Linked DNA regions of Bombyx mori: region 1 is linked to region 2. The links are chromatin contacts, called in public Hi-C maps. All regions are on one chromosome and are shown on one strand. The core of a region is the stretch at or near the end of the contact, and the rest is flanking DNA. Distances in the headings are between cores, read along the strand shown. Region 1 overlaps LOC101747103 (protein kibra). Region 2 holds the start of LOC101747103 (protein kibra).

The links. A called contact is a pair of places that touch in the nucleus more often than the background predicts.
Region 1: a Hi-C map of midgut shows a contact between it and region 2, with 2.5 times the contacts expected there. The contact joins the enhancer-like site here to the promoter of LOC101747103 in region 2. A contact is called at or near these places in 3 of 7 Hi-C or Micro-C datasets (midgut, posterior silk gland and whole pupa).

What each region holds. Positions count from the first base shown.
Region 1 is chr14:6,100,542-6,105,057 of ASM3026992v2, forward strand. It overlaps LOC101747103 (protein kibra), which reads left to right. Exons shown (of 20, transcript XM_004922644.5): 6 at 1-381; 7 at 597-732; 8 at 2,057-2,159; 9 at 2,720-2,821; 10 at 3,891-3,995; 11 at 4,438-4,516. Among protein-coding and RNA genes, the nearest start is that of LOC101740122, 35 kb to the right of the region's middle. Within about 2 kb of position 1,895, at least 6 of the 8 cell types and tissues checked have open chromatin away from gene starts, as enhancers often do.
Region 2 is chr14:6,024,909-6,029,041 of ASM3026992v2, forward strand. LOC101747103 (protein kibra) reads left to right here and starts at 2,390. Exons shown (of 20, transcript XM_004922644.5): 1 at 2,390-2,815. The coding sequence starts at 2,688.

The sequences.
Region 1 (4,516 bases), core at 645-3,144, 75 kb after region 2:
AACGAGATCGAAGCAAGAGATGAGCGACATACAATCTGAATGCAAAAGGCTAGAGCAGGACTTGAAGAATGCCTTCGAGATGTCCAACAAGTGCATCGCGGACCGTTTGAGGCTACACGAAGAGAAGCAATTGTTGCTCCAACAATTGAAAGATGCGTTAACGTCAATGACGACTTTAGAAGGACAGTTGAAGACATTATCGGCGAGCACACTGTCGGTGTCTAGCAGTTCCAGTCTGGGATCGCTATCGACGGCGAGCAGCAAAGGATCTCTGAGTTCAGGGATCAGTTTCACGGACATATACGGCGGGCCGCAGATCGCGAGCTCGTTTCAAACTGACAAGCCTATCGATATGGTGGATCTACATCGGAGAGTCGAAAGGTGAGAACGATTTTATGTACCGATTGCAAAACAACTTTTTTTTTTTGTAATTTGTTGCTATGGCCCTCCTTGAAGTTAAGCGGTTGTATTGAGCTTGAGAGATTAGAATTGCGACTTACCAACCGTTGAAGAAGGAACGCAGATTTACACGAAAAAGAGGAGGGTTTGCATAAAATCCAAAAGTGGTAATTTAATAAAAAAATACTTTACTTCAGATTATTACGAGGCACCAGTTACAACGCGGACAGCGTAACTCCAGGCGCAAGCAGTTCGCCATCCCAGCCCTCTTTGTCGCCACGAAGCAGCTTGTCATCGGCCAGTCCACCACCACCACCGCCCTCTTACCACCAGGTGAACAAATTTTTTATCATTAGAATCACTCTCACATAGTATCAATTAAAATTTATCGATAGTATAATTAAAATCCAATATACTCCAATATATTTCCTTAGGTTTTGGCGAGTCGTATACATAATTAAAGCTACTGTTACAATTCAGTCTTAAACGTAATACATATTTGCAAAAGTCATAAAAAATAAAATGACAATGAAAACGTGAGATCAAACCCTAATAGTAGGCTAAAAGATAGTTTAGATCGGTATTGTGTAAAAAAAAACCATCAGGATCTATTTGTAGTATCGTCTTTTTATTAGTGTACTTGGGCAGACAAACAGTTTTAACAGTCCACAGAACGAGTACCCGATAATGTAGATGCATGAGGACTAAGTCACTTGTGTTAAATACCGAAATGTTGAGACTGGTCCAATCAACAAACTATGTTCCAGTAAAGTTCGGCTTGCATCTTTTTTTTATATAGCTTAGGTCGGTGGACGAGCTCACGGTCCACCCGGTATTAAGTGGTTACCGGAGCCTACAGACATCTACAACGTTAACGCTGACACCTACCTTGATATATGAGGTCTCAGTTTTTACAGTACAATGGCTGCCTCACCCTTCAAATCGAAACGCTTCACGGCAGAAATAGGCAGGGTGGTGGTACCTACCCGTGCGGACTCACAAGACGTCCTACCACTAGTAAAGATGTACTCGTGAAAAATCGACGCAAAAAATAACCAGTGTGTTTAGTGCGAGTTTTTTAACGTTCTCGATAGCGTAAAAGTTAGCTTATATTTGTATGGAATGGAATGTTCCAACTGCATACAAAATTGGCTTAACTTTTACGCTATCGAGATTTTTTTTATATTTATTGCTTAGATGGGTGGACGAGCTCACAGCCCACCTGGTGTTAAGTGGTTACTGGAGCCCATAGACATCTACAACGTAAATGCGCCACCCACTTTGAGATATAATTTCTAAAATCTCAGTATAGTTACAACGGCTGCTCTACTCTTCAGACCGAAACGCATTACTGTTTCACGGCAGAAATAGGCAGGGCGGTGGGTACCTACCCGCTCGGACTAACAAGAGGTCCTACCACCAGTACCGCTACGTTAAAAAACATTAAGAAACTCGCACTAAGCACACGGTACCGGCCACTTGTCGCGTTATCGGTACATATATATCTAACGCATGTCACTATATCGGATCCGTGCGAAACCCACGCCTCGGCTCGTGGCGCTGTCAGTTCGCTAACCAGACAGGCGTTCGCTTTCACGCGCGAGGTCACCGATGGACAGCTGGATAAGAATTAGGTTTTATTGTGCGCCTCCTTTAGGTCGAAAGACAGAGACGGCAGCAGCGAGAACTGGAAGAGAAACTGGCTGAAATGAGGATAGGCGTGGCCACCGGACTGGACGAAGTCACCGGCCTGGCTACAAGTGAGTGCTTCGTTGCTTAGAATCGAACGGTTTTTTGGGTTTGCGGAAGTTGACTTACGAACAGCTTAAAGATGAATTTTTTTTTATTGCTTAGATGGGTGGACGAGCTCACAGCCCACCTGGTGTTAAGTGGTTACTGGAGCTCATAGACATCTACAAGGTAAATGCGCCACCCACCTTGAGATATAAGTTCTAAGGTCTCAGTATAGTTACAAAGGCTATCCCACCCTTCAAACCGAAACGCATTACTGCTTCACGGCAGAAATAGGCGGGGTGGTGATACCTACCCGTGCGGACTCACAAGAGGTCCTACCACCAGTCACATATGGTTTTTTCATATACATGTAGTTTTGAGGCTAACCTACACCCATTTTATAATAATTCCAGTAATCTTCAATTGCTAATTAACACTAAAATATATCTCAAAAGTTAATATTTTAAATTTTACACTCCTTTAGAAAATAATCAGTTTTTTTCATTTCCTGAACTTTTTATATTTTCAGAGATGTGCCCTTTTCGAAATTGCATAATCAATTAATTTTGACCTTAAATATGTTCAGTTCCAGTACAACTCCAAGGTCCGGGTCGACCCTGTGAGCCGCTGTCTCCCATATCGGAGACCCCCCCGCCACCCCTGTCTCCAAGGACTCCCTCGTCTAGTGGTAAATAAACCAATATTCACTATTGCTTAATCTATTATATTAATACGTGAAGCAAAAACTTTGTATCCCTTTTTAAGAAAATTGCGAAGACGGAGGAATATGAAATTTCCCACACTTATAGAGAACATAGAGAAGGAGTGTAGAATGTTAATATTTTTTTTCATTATGCCTAAAAAAATCCATTAAATCAATAAAAGAAACATGACACACACTGCCATGTATTTGACACACACTTAAATACTCTTCGTTTATTGTCAAACTTTTGTTATTGTTTAAAGTCTGTGGTCAAATTGAGAATAGATTAATATTGTTTGTCTTTAATAGTACTGGCGAAATCTGTGATTATAGAAATATAATAAGTCTGATAATATTATAGAACCATAATAATGTTGAAGCTTATAATTTCAATTAACTATAGTCGAATTTCCACTACCAAGGGAACAACTAGTTTCATTTATTCCAGTAAACTTTCCAAAGCTTAGACGAAATCTATGTATGTAAAAATCGTCCCTTCCAATTTCTTAATAGCAAACAAAAAACTTTATTAACCATTAAAATTGATAAAGCATATATTTAGTATAAGGAATACTCGTTGACCAAAGTAGTGTCTAGTGAAGAAATAATGACGTCATAATACAAATTTCAACATTAATCGGGATATTGAAAAAAAAACGAAAAAAAAAAATTAAAATCGCTATTTGCGTATAGTTTTTTATAGTTTAGACGAACAAGCTCTGGACTTAGCTGGTGTTAGGTGGTCACTCACGTGTTCTAACCTTCGGTTCTGTAGTACCACGGCTGCCCTTCAAACCGGAGCATTTGACTGAAAAAACCCATAGACATAACCCACTGAGTTTCTCGCCGGATCTTCTCAGTGGGTCGCGTTTCCGATCCGGTGGTAGATTCTGCGAAGCACTGCTCTTCCTAGGGTTAATGTTAGCAACCACGTCAGGTTTGAGCTCCGTGAGCTCACCTATTTGTTAGGGTTACGCTGAAATGGCCTCTCAAAGCCGTCTGCTTAGGTTGGAATATCAGGCCACCACTAAACTAATAGCTTACTACTACGCAGGTACGAACACTAGATCAGTCTCGGCTGCGGTGAGCGACGAGTCAGTGGCGGGAGACTCGGGGGTGTTCGAAGCGGCGCAAGCGGCCACCGACGCTTCCAACGCCGGTAACATATACGACGACTTCTGATTCATTACACTCTTCATTGGTAGGCAGCGGCGCGACTCTGCCCCTTGTATTGCTGTTGTCCATGGGCGACGGTATCCACTCACCATCAGGTGGACCGTGCGCTCGTCTGCCTACTAGGGCGAAAAAATATATCTGTAGAATGTAAATTAAAATAATTTACGAAAGATTTAGGTAGTAATGTTTGTTTTTAAATATTTATTATTTAAATTTTGATATTCCGTCTCTATATTATCTTAACAATGCGTAAACGAAATGAATGATTTCTTTGCTTCGGGTTCTTTGCTTCGGGATCCCAATAGGCGAAGGTCGATGGATATATTCTTCGTGATCGATTTGTAATATATAAGTGTTAGTTGGAATACCACACTTTTCGCACCTTATGCACCAGATAAAATCTAATAAATAAATCGTGTTTACAGTGAACAGTGCACAAATTGAGATCAAATTGCGTTACTGTCCCGACGAGACTGCGTTGGAGATCGGCATACTGAGGGCTCG
Region 2 (4,133 bases), core at 1,140-3,639:
CAGCGCACCTCAAGGAAGGTGCGCCGCACCATTTGAATCACTCTCACTTGAGAGTGATTCAAATGGTTTTCCCTTTGCCTTTTCCCGAAATATCTATACAGAATGTCTAAATATGTTTTGATGACATATTTTATTAAGAGGTATTTATGATTAGTGTCATGATCAATAGATTCCGACCGAAAAAATTTTCGGATGAGGGCTTCATAATGAATTTAAATATATATAGATAATAGTTTTGGGGCATCAACTTTCTTGAGATCCTATATAAAATATGTTTTAATTATTATTTTTGTATGTTTTAAGCATGATAAAATAAGAAATTTTATATAGGTAATCATATTAAATCGATATCAAAGTCAATAAATAATGTACATCCCAAAACAGACGCCGAACTGACGTGACAATGACATTTGGTGCGCTACACATGGCGGATTTTCAGCCTCATTAGACATTTACGTATATTCATGTTTAATTTTCTGTACGCACTGAAATACTGTTATATTATTTTCCTGCGAGTTAAAGTGCTGAGTAAGAACAAGATAGATATATGTTTATGTGTATGCCTTCAAAATGGGTGCTATTTATAAAAGCAATTGTACGTATAGAACAATATGTCGTGTCCCTACTATATAGGTCTATGGTAATGACGCTTTAAGGCGAAAGAAATTAATACGTAAACTTTATAAGCTTATTTTCCAAACATAGGCTGTCTATTGAGTATTAGGAACCGCTTTGAAATCCTCTCCATCTCAAGGAATCGTAGGGTTTGGTCGTAACTTCAGTATTTGTAGCATGGTATCTAAAAAAAATTTTCTAATTCTGGTTCTAAAAAATGATTATCATTTCTAAAACTCCCAACATACATAGAACGAGCATAGTTTTCATTGTATTGGAAAAAGATTATCGATCAATTAAATCGGTGATCGTTATTTAACGAAACAATTTAAAATTATTATTATACGTTTGATAGCATTTTGAGAATGTTATTTCTGCCATACAGCAGTAATGCGTTTCGGTTTGAAGGGTGCGTCAGCCGTTGTACTGTAAAGACTGAGATTTAGAACTCATTCCTCAAAGTTGATGGTAGGATTTAAGTTGTTAATGTCTATGGGCTCTGATGACCACTTCATACCAAGTTACCCATGAGCTCGTACACCCATCTATATAATCAAAAAATCATATTCATTTATTATACTATTCTTACCTCTGATATCATGAATTATTCAAACGACACTTATGGAAAGTACTTAACGGTAGGCAGCGACTTGACTCTGCCCCAGGAATTGCTGAAATATGTGAGCGACGCTAACTACTCACCATCAGGTAGGCTGTATGCCCGTCTGCCTACAAGGGTGCTAAAAAAAGAAAAGAAGGTGCAGCCCCTCTGCGTCCATAAGTACCTACGGTAACTACCGCTTTCATAATTATTATTAAACTATTATACTTTTGAGGATCCGTACTTACCACTGTTTTTAGTTTTAGCAGAGGTAACAAGGTATGGCAGTTTTAGTGTTGTTGAGGTCATCGCCATAAATCGTCATGGCTTACTCGTCTGCCGAAGATACCTACACTTATACATATTATTTTTATATAAGTACGGTACAGAATTGGATATTATTCCATTAGTTTTACATTCCACATGCAATTCTCATAGCGTGACAGTAAAAAAGCCGATTGGAACCAAAACAAACGAATGTATTCAACACATTTCAAAATTTCACGACGTGTAAAAAATATTAGCATCATTTTCAACGAAATTTTCTGGGTAGCTTTAAAATAAAAAATAAAAACTTGAATGTTCTATAAAATCAAATTAAAAAATAAAACCACAGTAAAACGTAATCTACATTTTCACAGCTCTGAGGATTCTAGGCTTGAACAGAGTCTCTATTCCAATCTCCACGGTCAATTTGATGAACAAAATTATGTAGGTAATGTAATGAGCTGTGGACCTTCATCATTATCCTGTTTACTGGAAACCTTTTTACGTGACAGTCGTCAAGCTATTAAGAATAAATGTATTTTGCTTTAATGTATGCATCATAATCAGAATTTTACGTTTTTTATGTTGGTATTACACCTATAAAATAGGCAGGTATTTAAATCATGTTTAAACTTGTAGATACCAGTGTATTGTAAGTATCTCAAATCTACGGTACGGAATGCATTGTATATAGTCTATACATACATACTCGAGTAAACATATTTATACAGTAGAATCGTAAATAGATTCAATGGGTACACTGCAAATACACACGTACTTTTAGCATACAGCGAGCTGGCTTTGCAGTATCCGCGTCGCGTACGTTGTATCAGACGGTAGTAGACCATGTAATGTAAACAATAGGTGGTTAAGGAATGCATCTAACCACCAGGAGTTACCTTCTGGTAGTGAATATTATCATGCGCTGTGATAACGTGGCGGCGCGGCGCGGCGGTGGGGTTCAGTCAGCGCCGCGGGCTCGCGTGGTGCGGTCGTTAGCGTTGTTATTGTCGTTCGAGTGACGTACGGAACCGCTTCGTGTGTTCGCTCTCGTGTACGCGCCGCATTCCATCGTGGGGACCCTTCGCCGCCATTGGCTGATCCCGCGTGACGTCACACCTCGTAATGAGGTATTCAACATGGCCGTGTAGCTAGTTCGCGAGTGTGCTTCGTTACTCGTTTGAATGGATTTAATCAGTGAAATATGCCAAGGAGACGAAACGGTGAGATGCCCTTGCCCGACGGATGGGATTATGCAAGGGACTTTGACGGAAAACTTTATTTCATCGATCATAACAACAGAAAAACGACGTGGATCGACCCGCGAGACAGGTAAGTTTCCCAAAGAGAAGTGTTAACCCGTAAGAGCCCCATGTCAAAACTTTACATTCCAATGTGATTTATAATGTTTTCTACATTAGGATGAAACATTTTAGAGTACTGATCAAAGGGCCGAAAGGTGCACTGAATGGTAGAGAAGCTAGAAGTGTTAATAATAGCTCTAAAATAGAATAAATCATGAAAAACAAACTGTATTCTCGTCGCGACGCTACTGCGCTCTAGTGAAGAGAATGCGCAATAACCTCGATTTCACACGACATTCCACAATTCAGTGACAACAAATGAGTTTAACACAAATTATGGTTATCATTTGTTATCCTTTGGAATTTGTGTTAACTCTTTGTTGTATTCTGAGGACATGTGAACAGACTTTTAACAAAAACGCTTAAATTAGGCCACTGGCCTAATCCACATTAACATTATTTACATTTAGCTAAACGGTTGGTACAACAAAATATTTTGTTGATGATAATTCGAACGAAAGTGGTTCGTTAGAACTAGGAGTGTCAGGTAGTGGTGTAGTGTGCGTGTGTTCCTATGAGGGCAGTGCGTGGAGTACGCGGTGGGAGATGGAATGCAATGCATAGGCAAGTCGCGCGGTGTGAATGACAGGCCGTAGAATGCGGCCCGGGCCTGCGGCGATGGTCGCGCCTTTCTAAAGCTGCATACCCCCGCGTACCCCACTGCCGTTTCCCCACACCCCCTTCACAACGACGTCGAAGTGCAGGTGCTGCACAACACATCCCTATTAAATACCGATCAAGTCTGCTACTATTCTTCGTGGCTGTTATGGGTATAATATACATACATACCTGACGAGTTACATTAATAAATTGTCTTAAAATATTGCTCTTGACGATGCTTACATCGATCTATCGATAGATACAATGACATGCTTACATCGATTTTTCTATACATATACAAAAAAAAAAACGATATTTCTATGGTGTCTTGACTTGACCTTAAATAAACGATTTTCATTTGTTCGTGAATTACGCAAAAACTACGTAACCGCTGACTTTGATGTTTGAACTTTTGATGGTATGTAAGCCTATTATTCGCCTTAAAATTTGAATCTACATTAGAAGATTTGACAAGAATAATAGAAGCCAGAGAAATCAAATTAAGAGTAAATGCAGACTATTGTAAAGTGAGCCAGTAATGAAAGTTTGTTCATATTATTTATTGAAATTTAACTCAGGTGGACCTGCGGGTGCACCTAGTCAAACCATCAAAACTTTGATAGAACAAAATTATATTCACTTTTCATAATAACAGACAAACATTTTTTTAATTGTTAAAAACGATA